Regions from separate parts of the Anser cygnoides genome. Here region 2 is linked to region 1. The links are chromatin contacts, called in public Hi-C maps. All regions are on one chromosome and are shown on one strand. Each heading gives the region's core, a stretch centred on a gene start, on an enhancer-like site or on the middle of the called end of the contact. The rest is flanking DNA. Distances are from core to core; before and after follow the strand shown.

Evidence for each region. A called contact is a pair of places that touch in the nucleus more often than the background predicts.
Region 2: a Hi-C map of liver shows a contact between it and region 1, with 9 times the contacts expected there. The contact joins two enhancer-like sites. A contact is called at or near these places in 4 of 7 Hi-C or Micro-C datasets (blood and liver).

What each region holds. Positions count from the first base shown.
Region 1 is chr1:4,038,548-4,042,636 of Taihu_goose_T2T_genome, forward strand. It overlaps PFKFB3 (6-phosphofructo-2-kinase/fructose-2,6-biphosphatase 3), which reads left to right. Exons shown (of 15, transcript XM_067002724.1): 2 at 2,287-2,401. Among named protein-coding and RNA genes, the nearest start is that of PFKFB3, 19 kb to the left of the region's middle. Within about 2 kb of position 2,259, at least 1 of the 3 cell types and tissues checked has open chromatin away from gene starts, as enhancers often do. A contact at or near this core is called in liver, where this site is marked.
Region 2 is chr1:4,086,147-4,090,255 of Taihu_goose_T2T_genome, forward strand. No RefSeq gene overlaps it. Among named protein-coding and RNA genes, the nearest start is that of PFKFB3, 66 kb to the left of the region's middle. Within about 2 kb of position 2,710, at least 1 of the 3 cell types and tissues checked has open chromatin away from gene starts, as enhancers often do. A contact at or near this core is called in liver, where this site is marked.

The sequences.
Region 1 (4,089 bases), core at 1,009-3,508:
GGGGGGGCACATCTCTGTCTCACTGATTCACCCCCTCCTCGCCAGTTGATGCTCTCACCCTCTTCCTTCCCACATCCCAAATCTCTGCATCCTTTTTCAGCTCCCACACAGTACCATTTTTTTTTGGTCTATGAATATATTTTTCCAGCGTAGCAGACTGAGGGATTGTGCACTTTTTTTTTTTTTTTTTTTACTCCATCCATCTTGGCACCATGTAAGGAGACAGCCAAAAAGATATTCTTTGTCATAAAAACACATGCCTGTTTTTCTAGGGGAAGATGCCCTAAAATAATACTGGAGGCTATTCAGTATGTAGCCGAGATGCTAACTTGCCAGTGTTTTAATTTCCGTGCAAAATTTGCTTTATTTAGCAAATCAAGCTAGAATAAACTCAGCGGAGCACTTCCCAGCTATAAAATATTGAACTTTCCCCACCAGCCACCCAGCATCCCGCTGCTGCCTGGGCATTGCTCGGGGTATGAGCATCCCAAAATCGTGGTTTTAATTTTAGGTTTTTTTTTTTTTTTTTGGAGGAGAAAGCTGGATTTTCCCCACACCTTTATTTATTGCCCTTGCCACGTTTGGGTTGGAAGTAGCGCTTTTCACCATCGAATCGAGGGTAGCGAGGTCACCTGCGGGAATCCGGCTAATGGGTTAAAAATCCCGAAGCGTGGCTACGTTTGGGATAAAATCGCCCAATACGCACCCTAATAAAATATACCTCTATGCGTTAATTGCGCCTAGCGGAGGCAGCGCAGGGGAGGCTCCGCAGCCTCCGCTCCTCCATCCCCGAGCCCGGGCGGAGGCCGAGAGGTGGGGGGAGGCTGCGAGCCTCCCCCGGAGCCTCCGCCCCAGCCTTTTTGCGCGGCCGCGGAGCGGGGCGGAGGCGGAGCGGAGCCCGGGCACCCCCCGGGCGGAGGTGGGGGGGTGAAGGAGGCCGGGCCCCAGCCCTGCCTGTGCGACGTGAGCGACGTGCGGAGCCTCCGCAGCCCCCGGCCTCCGCCTCCCACCCGCCGCGGGCCGGGGAGGGGAAGGGGGCGCGGAAAGGGGGGGGGGGGGGAGGCTGCTCGGGGGAGCCCTTGGGTTTAGAAAGGATTTCTTTTTTTTTAAATATAATTGTGGTTTTAGAATGAGTTTGGTTGTAGAATTGCTTTGGCTTTAGAATTATTTTTATTTTTTTTATTATTATTTTCTATTTTTTTTTTCTCTTTTATTCTTTTTTTCCTTTTTTTTCTCTGTTCTTTTCTCAATTTTTCTTTTTTTCTTTCTTCTTTTCTCTTTTATTCTCTCATTTTTCTCTCTTCTATTTTTCTTATTTCTTTTTTTTTCCTCCTTTTTCTTTTCTCTTTTCTCCCTTCTTTCTTCTCTCTCTTCTCCTTTCTTTCTTCTCTCTTCTTCTTTCCTTTGCTTTTTTCTCTTCTTTCTCCCTTCTTTCTTTTCTCTCTTCTCCTTTCTCTTTTCCCTCTTCCTTTCTCCTTTCCTTTCTCCTTTCTTTTCTCTCTTCTTTCCCCCTTTTTTCTTTTTTCTTTCCCCCTTTTTTCTTTTTTTTTCCTCCTTTCTTCGTCTATTTTCTCCTTTGTTCTTTTCTCCTCCCATCCTTTCCTTTCATCTCCACATTTCTCCTTCCAACACCCCATCTCCAATACCCCCTTTCCCCTCCCCACCCTCTCCCCATCACCTCCCACACCCCTCTTTCTCCCCACAACCCCCCCATTTAACCCCCCCCCCCCCCCCCCCAAATCCCCCCCATCCTCCAAACAAAGCCTTTGTCCCGCTGCAGTGCGGGGGGGCCGGCAGCAGGCGGCAGCGCCGCGCCGCGCCCCCTCCCCGGCTCCTCCGCCCTCCTCCCCGGCTCCCGCCCCCCCCCGGGCCCGCCCCGGAGGGCGGGGACCCGCGGCCCCCCCCCGGCCGCCCGGCCCCAAATAGGAGCCGGCGGCAGCGGCGGGTCCAGTGCGAGCGGAGCGTGGGAACGGCGGCGGCAGCAGCAGCGCGGCCGCTTCTTTTTTTCCCAGCCCTCGCTTTCAGCTTTCTTTTTGATTTTTAGAAAGGAGAAAGAGGAGGAAAAAATCCGAATATTTCTATTTTTTTTGGCACTTTTTTTTTTTTTGAATTAAAATTAGCGGCGGGACTCGCCCACCTCCCCGCTTTGTGCCCCGTCCCTCCTTCCCCCTCTAAACCCTCACCGAGCGGCAAGCCGTATTTTATCGTCTCTTCTTATATTTTTTCGCCCCCCCCCCATTTTTTATTTTTTTTTTCCTTCCACCCCCGTTTTGCGAACGCCCCAAGGTGGACGCGGAGCGCCAAAAGACCTTGCCTTTAAAAATGCCCATGGAGCTGACGCAAAGCCGCATCCAGAAGATTTGGCTCCCCAATGACAACCGGCCGGCGCTGCCCCGCCGCTGTGAGTAGTAGGAACGACGTGATAAGGGGGGGGGAACACCTTGGGGGGGGGGGGGGGGGGGGGGGGAGGTCCAGCATCCCCCCGGTAGGAGGGCGGCGGGGGTGGGATGCGGTCCCCCCCCCTTCCCTCCTCCCGTGCACCCCCTTGCGATGCTCTCTCCGAGGGTAGACCCCCACCAAGGTGGACCCCCCCACTCTATTTTTCCATATTATCCGTGCAGCCTGAGTGTGCCCTCCTCCCCCCCCCATAGCATCTCTGTGCATGCTTCCAGCCCAGGAAGGTGCAGCCTGCCTGGATCTGGCCCCACGCATGTCCTGACATTCCCTCCCCCTCGCTTTCCACCCCATAATACTTAATAGGATTAACAGGGAATAGGGCAGGTTGCTCCTAGGCTAGCTCAGCTGGGATTTTACAGGGCATTCAGCACCTTGCCCTGATGTTTGGCTTGACTGGGCTTTTATTGGGGGGGGGATAAGATCGGGGATTTAATAAACCCAAATAACCACCGGCTGCCTGCGCCTCGCCAGCCCTTGTGCCTGGGGGAGATAGGAGGCAGGTGGAGGGGAGGGCAAACGAATTGCCTGCTCAGCGTCCTGCAGGAAAAGAAAGCGTGGGGGTGTTCAAAACCAAACCCCACGCTTAAAAAAATAAATACGAGCCGATGCTCGGGTCGCCCGGGCGCTACTATCAAACGCGGCGTGAATCACGGCTGATTTGGGAGCCGGCTCTTCTAACTGACCCGGCAGCTGTGCCACCCCACGGAGCCCCCAAACCACCCCAGCTCCCAAATAAGCATCGCAGGAACCCGCAGAGGCTGCGGAGAGCGAGGATGGAGGCGGCGTTTTGCAGCCCGGAGAGGGATGGCAGTGGGTGAATCAGTCCTCCCGCTGCCTTTTTTTTTTTTTAAAAAAAGTTGCTCGTGTTTCTCTTGGCCAGAAAGTTTACCCACTTTTAAGAGAAAAAAAAAAAAACGTTCTGGATGAATGATGCCGTTAATTTCCCCGATGAATCACGGCTGCTGCCCCACGGCCGTGGGTCCCGGCGTGCCACGAGGGATGCTGAGCCTTGTGTCTGGGCACATGTGCAGGGGAAGGCACCGAGGAAATGGCTTTCGGCAGCAACAGGCTGAACATCTGGCTGGCCGTGGGGCAGAAATGGCTGGGCTGGGGTGGGACCGGTGTAATGCTTTGCAGCTGGGTCTGAGCTCTTTGGGTTTCTTTATTTTTCTCAAGGACTGACACCTTTGAAAGAAATCCCCCGAGCACGTGGTGCCTCGCTGTGTTTTTTTTTCCCCACTAATTTATTCACGTGGTTTCTGACAGGGGAGAGCTCCCTCTTACAGAGGAGAAAGCTAACATATTTTAATATATGAATATAATCATAGTAATATGATTGTTGTTTCTCGGGGTGGGAACGAGCCGCGCTCGGCATCATTCGCTGCGATCTATGGGAAGAGCCCGGCTGGGCGTTTTTTGGTTTTGAAACCCGTGGCTTCCCATGGGCGATACTAATTCCTCGGCAGCAACAAAGAGCTCGGGCACAAAGGCGTGGGGCCGGGAGGCCGGCGTGGAGGCACAATGGCGAGCCCCGGCCTCCCTCGAGGCCGGCACCGTCCCCAGGGCAGCATCACCATCGGGCCGCTCGGTGCAGGAAATAATTAGCCCGATTGTCCTCCTCCTCTTGGTCGC
Region 2 (4,109 bases), core at 1,460-3,959, 48 kb after region 1:
TCCCTCCTAATTACAGTTTGACATCATGAGCGGGCGAGCGAGTGGTATTTATTAATCTCATCCCCTGGAGCCAACAACACCGCCGAGTCAGGGTCCGGGAAAATCTCTGAGTCACATGGAGATGCAGAGCCAGGAAATGTCAGTGAAAGATAAAGAAGCAAATAAAGAAGTAAATATTAAGGCAAGAGAAATTGGAAGCTGGTGGCAGCTTCCTGGAAGAAGCCGCAAGCATTGAGAGGCAGCCTGGGCTGGCTGGGGCTAGGAGCAGACTGTAGTCTTGGGTTAAATGTCAGCGTGGAGCTTGGTTGGCAAACGAAGGCACATCTTGCCTCACGATGTAAAAGAGGAGCACTCAAGTCTGACCCACAGCCCTGGAATGTAAACTGGAGTCCTTCTTCTAATTGCAAAAGCAGCCAGTGCCTCTGCGGGGGGAGCGGGACCTGTTTCGGTCTCTGTTAGTTCTCATACCAGGTCCAATCTTGTGATTTATGGGCTAGGGCTGGACGATGCCAGTGGCTTTGGACTCCCGGTGGCTCCAAAGGCAAGTGGTTTCAGCTCAGGATTGGGCTGAGAGGGGGCTTTTGGTGTGAAGCACTGCTTTGGATGGGCAAAAATCACTGTGAATTCTGCCTGAGTTCAGCAAATGATTGCAGATGAAAAGAAAAAAGTGGGAAACATCATACATATATATTTTTTAAAGCTAGGATTCAGGCATCTTCTGACAGGCCCTGCCTCCTAAAGTTCATGCAGTTTTCTTCCATTCTTTGCTAGGGATGGGAGGTTTTTGTCTCTAGGCAAGCAGCAGAAAGGGGAAATTTGAGGAAAGATGCAGAGGAATCAAGGACCCGGGAGGCCCTGCTGCTCAGCATCGGCTGTCCCTGCCCCTGCAGGCTGAGCTCCAGGTGCTGGGTTGGGGTGTCTGAAACAACAAGATGCCAAGGCTGCGTGTGACTTTTGAAAAATTACACAGAAAATGTCTTTATATACATATACATATATATATATATATTCTCCTATTTTAAAGTCGAGGTTTCCCACAAGACCTTAATTATTTCAATGTACAACTCTGTATAAACAAGCAGAGAAACAGGTTAGCAGAGAATTAGACCTCTCTCCTGCACCAGTGGAGGGGAAACGTCTCTGTCTGAGGGCTTCAGGCAGAGCTGGCATGTGTTTGCCAGAGCTGCTGAAGACATTCGAGTTTCACTTCACTGTGGGAACTTCGGCTGTGGTCGAGCCTGCCGTCACTGGCAACATCACATAGTTTTGATGCAAAGCTTTTACTCGCATGGAGAAATTTATTATTTTTTTCTTCTACAACTGCAGCCCTGGCTGGGGAAATGAAGGATGGGGCCTTTGCACGGCTCTGGTTATAACACTGGTTATGTCTGACCATGAGGCAGAAAGCAGACGTTTTCACTTTTCTATCTCTACTCCTTGTATGCAGCAGCAAACTGCAGCCCGCAGCGAGGAGGAAGTTGCTGTTTTAGATTTCCTTTCAGGTGCAGCCTCTTACGGCGTGACTCATTTTGTGTTTATCATTGACACATGACTGCTTCTTTCCTTCTTTCTTTCTTTCTTTCTTTTTCTTTCTTTCTTTCTTTCTTTCTTTCTTTCTTTCTTTCTTTCTTTCTTTCTTTCTTTCTTTCTTTCTTTCTTTCTTTCTTTCTTTCTTTCTTTCTTTCTTTCTTTCTTTCTTTCTTTCTTTCTTTCTTTCTTTCTTTCTTTCTTTCTTTCTTTCTTTCTTTCTTTCTTTCTTTCTTTCTTTTTCTTTCTTTTTCTTTTCTTTCTTTCTTTCTTTCTTTTTCTTTCTTTCTTTCTTTCTTTCTTTCTTTCTTTCTTTCTTTCTTTTTCTCTTTTTTCTCTCTCTCTCTCACTCTTTCTTTCTTTCTCTTTTTCTTTCTTTCTTTTTCCTTCTCTTTCTTTTTCTCTCTCTCTCTCTCGCTCTCTTTCTTTCTTTTTCTTTCTTTCTTTCTTTCTCTTTCTCTCCTTCTCTCTTTCTCTCTTTCTTTCTTTTCCTTCCCTCCTTCCTTCCTTCCTTCCTTCCTTCCTTCCTTCCTTCCTTCCTTCCTTCCTTCCTTCCTTCCTTCCTTCCTTCCTTCCTTCCTTCCTTCCTTCCTTCCTTCCTTCCTTCCTTCCTTCCTTCCTTCTCTCTTTCCTCATAGTTTGGTCTGAAATAACTAGCTCTTTAACTTCTGAGGATGTCTTTTGCAGCTGATGTGTATGTGAAACATAAAGAACCACGGCCAGGAGCTGACTCATCTCCACTTCCCATGGTTCTGTCTACACTGCACCACACCTAGGCTGAAGGCAGGACCAATGCTGCATGCACTAGCCAGAGTGAAGGAAAAGTTTGGCAATGAATTAGTGGGAGAGAAGAGGGAATGTGGATACAGTGCTTTTGGTCTACTCAAATCATGATATTTTCTGTGTCCTGTGGTAGCCATGGGACTGGGGGCCCTGTGGCATGGGGATCTCTTTGCTGTTTGACACTTCTCTGGACAAACTAAGAGCAAACCTTCATCCCCAAGCATGCACAGCCCCAAGGGAAAGAGGCAAAACTGTGCCCAGAGATGTAGAGGGACCCAAGAAGTCCAGATCTAAATGGTTTAGGCAGCCAGAAACTGCAGTCACTGCTATCAGAGCATGCCATCCCCTCTTCTGCTGCCCGTCCCCCTACCACGTGTGGCTCCTTCTCCCACTGACTCCTACATCTGCATGGCCTCGACAACATAACCCTCCGACAAGGTCTGAAGTGAGTGGATTCAGTTGCATCTCACATGCCTCGCTGCTCAGTCCCATGATTTTGCATTGTTGTTTCAGGTTCTTCTTCCTTTTTGTCCTCATTTTGCTCTTTTGAACCTTCTCTGACCTCTTATGGGGCTTATTTCTGCCTCATGCCAACTTCTGGTAGGCTCTGGAAGGCTGTTTCTCTCAAGGTTGATGGTGGATAAGTCAGGAAAGGTTGTCGTAATATCTTGTAAGCACATGTAGAAATATAAACTTTGATTAAAAAAAGAATTCAGGTGTTTGCAATTTCCTTTTTTGGCTGACTCTAAAGAAATCTCTGTCCCATTTTGAAGCACAGTGAAAACAAGGGGAAGCACCGGTTTTCTCGGATGCTTCATCATATCTGATATGTTGAAAGTGATTTTGAAATCACCCTAAACTGAGATCAAAGGCTTCTGCAAGGTAATAACTCTGAAGCCCAAATTAATGCAGTTCAGAAGATGGTTAATGATTAAATGACAACTTCAGCATTGAGTTCTCTGGTTCATTAGCACCATATGATTTCAGATTGCTCCAATATCTTGGTGGCCCTGAAATCCCAGCCATATCTTTCATTCCTGTAGCCCAACTGAAAAAAAAAAAAAAAAGCCATGGGAGATAATAGCAACATTTCTGATTGCTCTCTCTAGGAGAGAGCCAAACCACATGGCACACTGTGTATTACGACACGACGGGAAGGTTAAACCAGGACTTGACCGATCACAGATGGTCACCTGTCCATCTAAAAGGATCAGTCACCCTCAAGGGGCTTTGCAGTGTTTTTATTTAGCCCAGAGGGCATGCATCTATCTCGCCATGTGATTTTTAAGCTAAAATCGGCACCCCTAAAATTGTTGGAGGCTGTCCTCTCTTCCTTTGGATACTTACAGTGTTGGTGTCTTCATGTGAGCCTGATGTCTGAGCTCCTAAGTACTCACTGGACATCTAGGGTAGCTTTCAATTGCCTGGATGCCAATGTCTGCTGCCACCTTAGTCTCTGTGATCAATCCTGCCTGGTCTTCAGCTTCTGTGCTAGAAGAGCAGATGTCCCCTGTGTTCCTGTATCACATCTGTCAGTCTTGAGCAAGTGTCTCAGATACCTTTGGGCACTGCAAAAGTTTCCAGATGTTTAAGCACCTGTATCCTGCCCCTACTTGGTATCTAGATCTTGGGATCTAGAAAGCTAATTCCACGCATAAGTATCTAGGACCACTTGAAAGGCATCCTGTGTGGGTTCCAGGTGTCTCTCCAGGTACCCTGGTCTTCCACAGGTGCTGTGCAACATCTGAAAGTCCTTTCCAGATGTTTCAAGCATTCAAGGGTGTCTCAAATTGCAATAA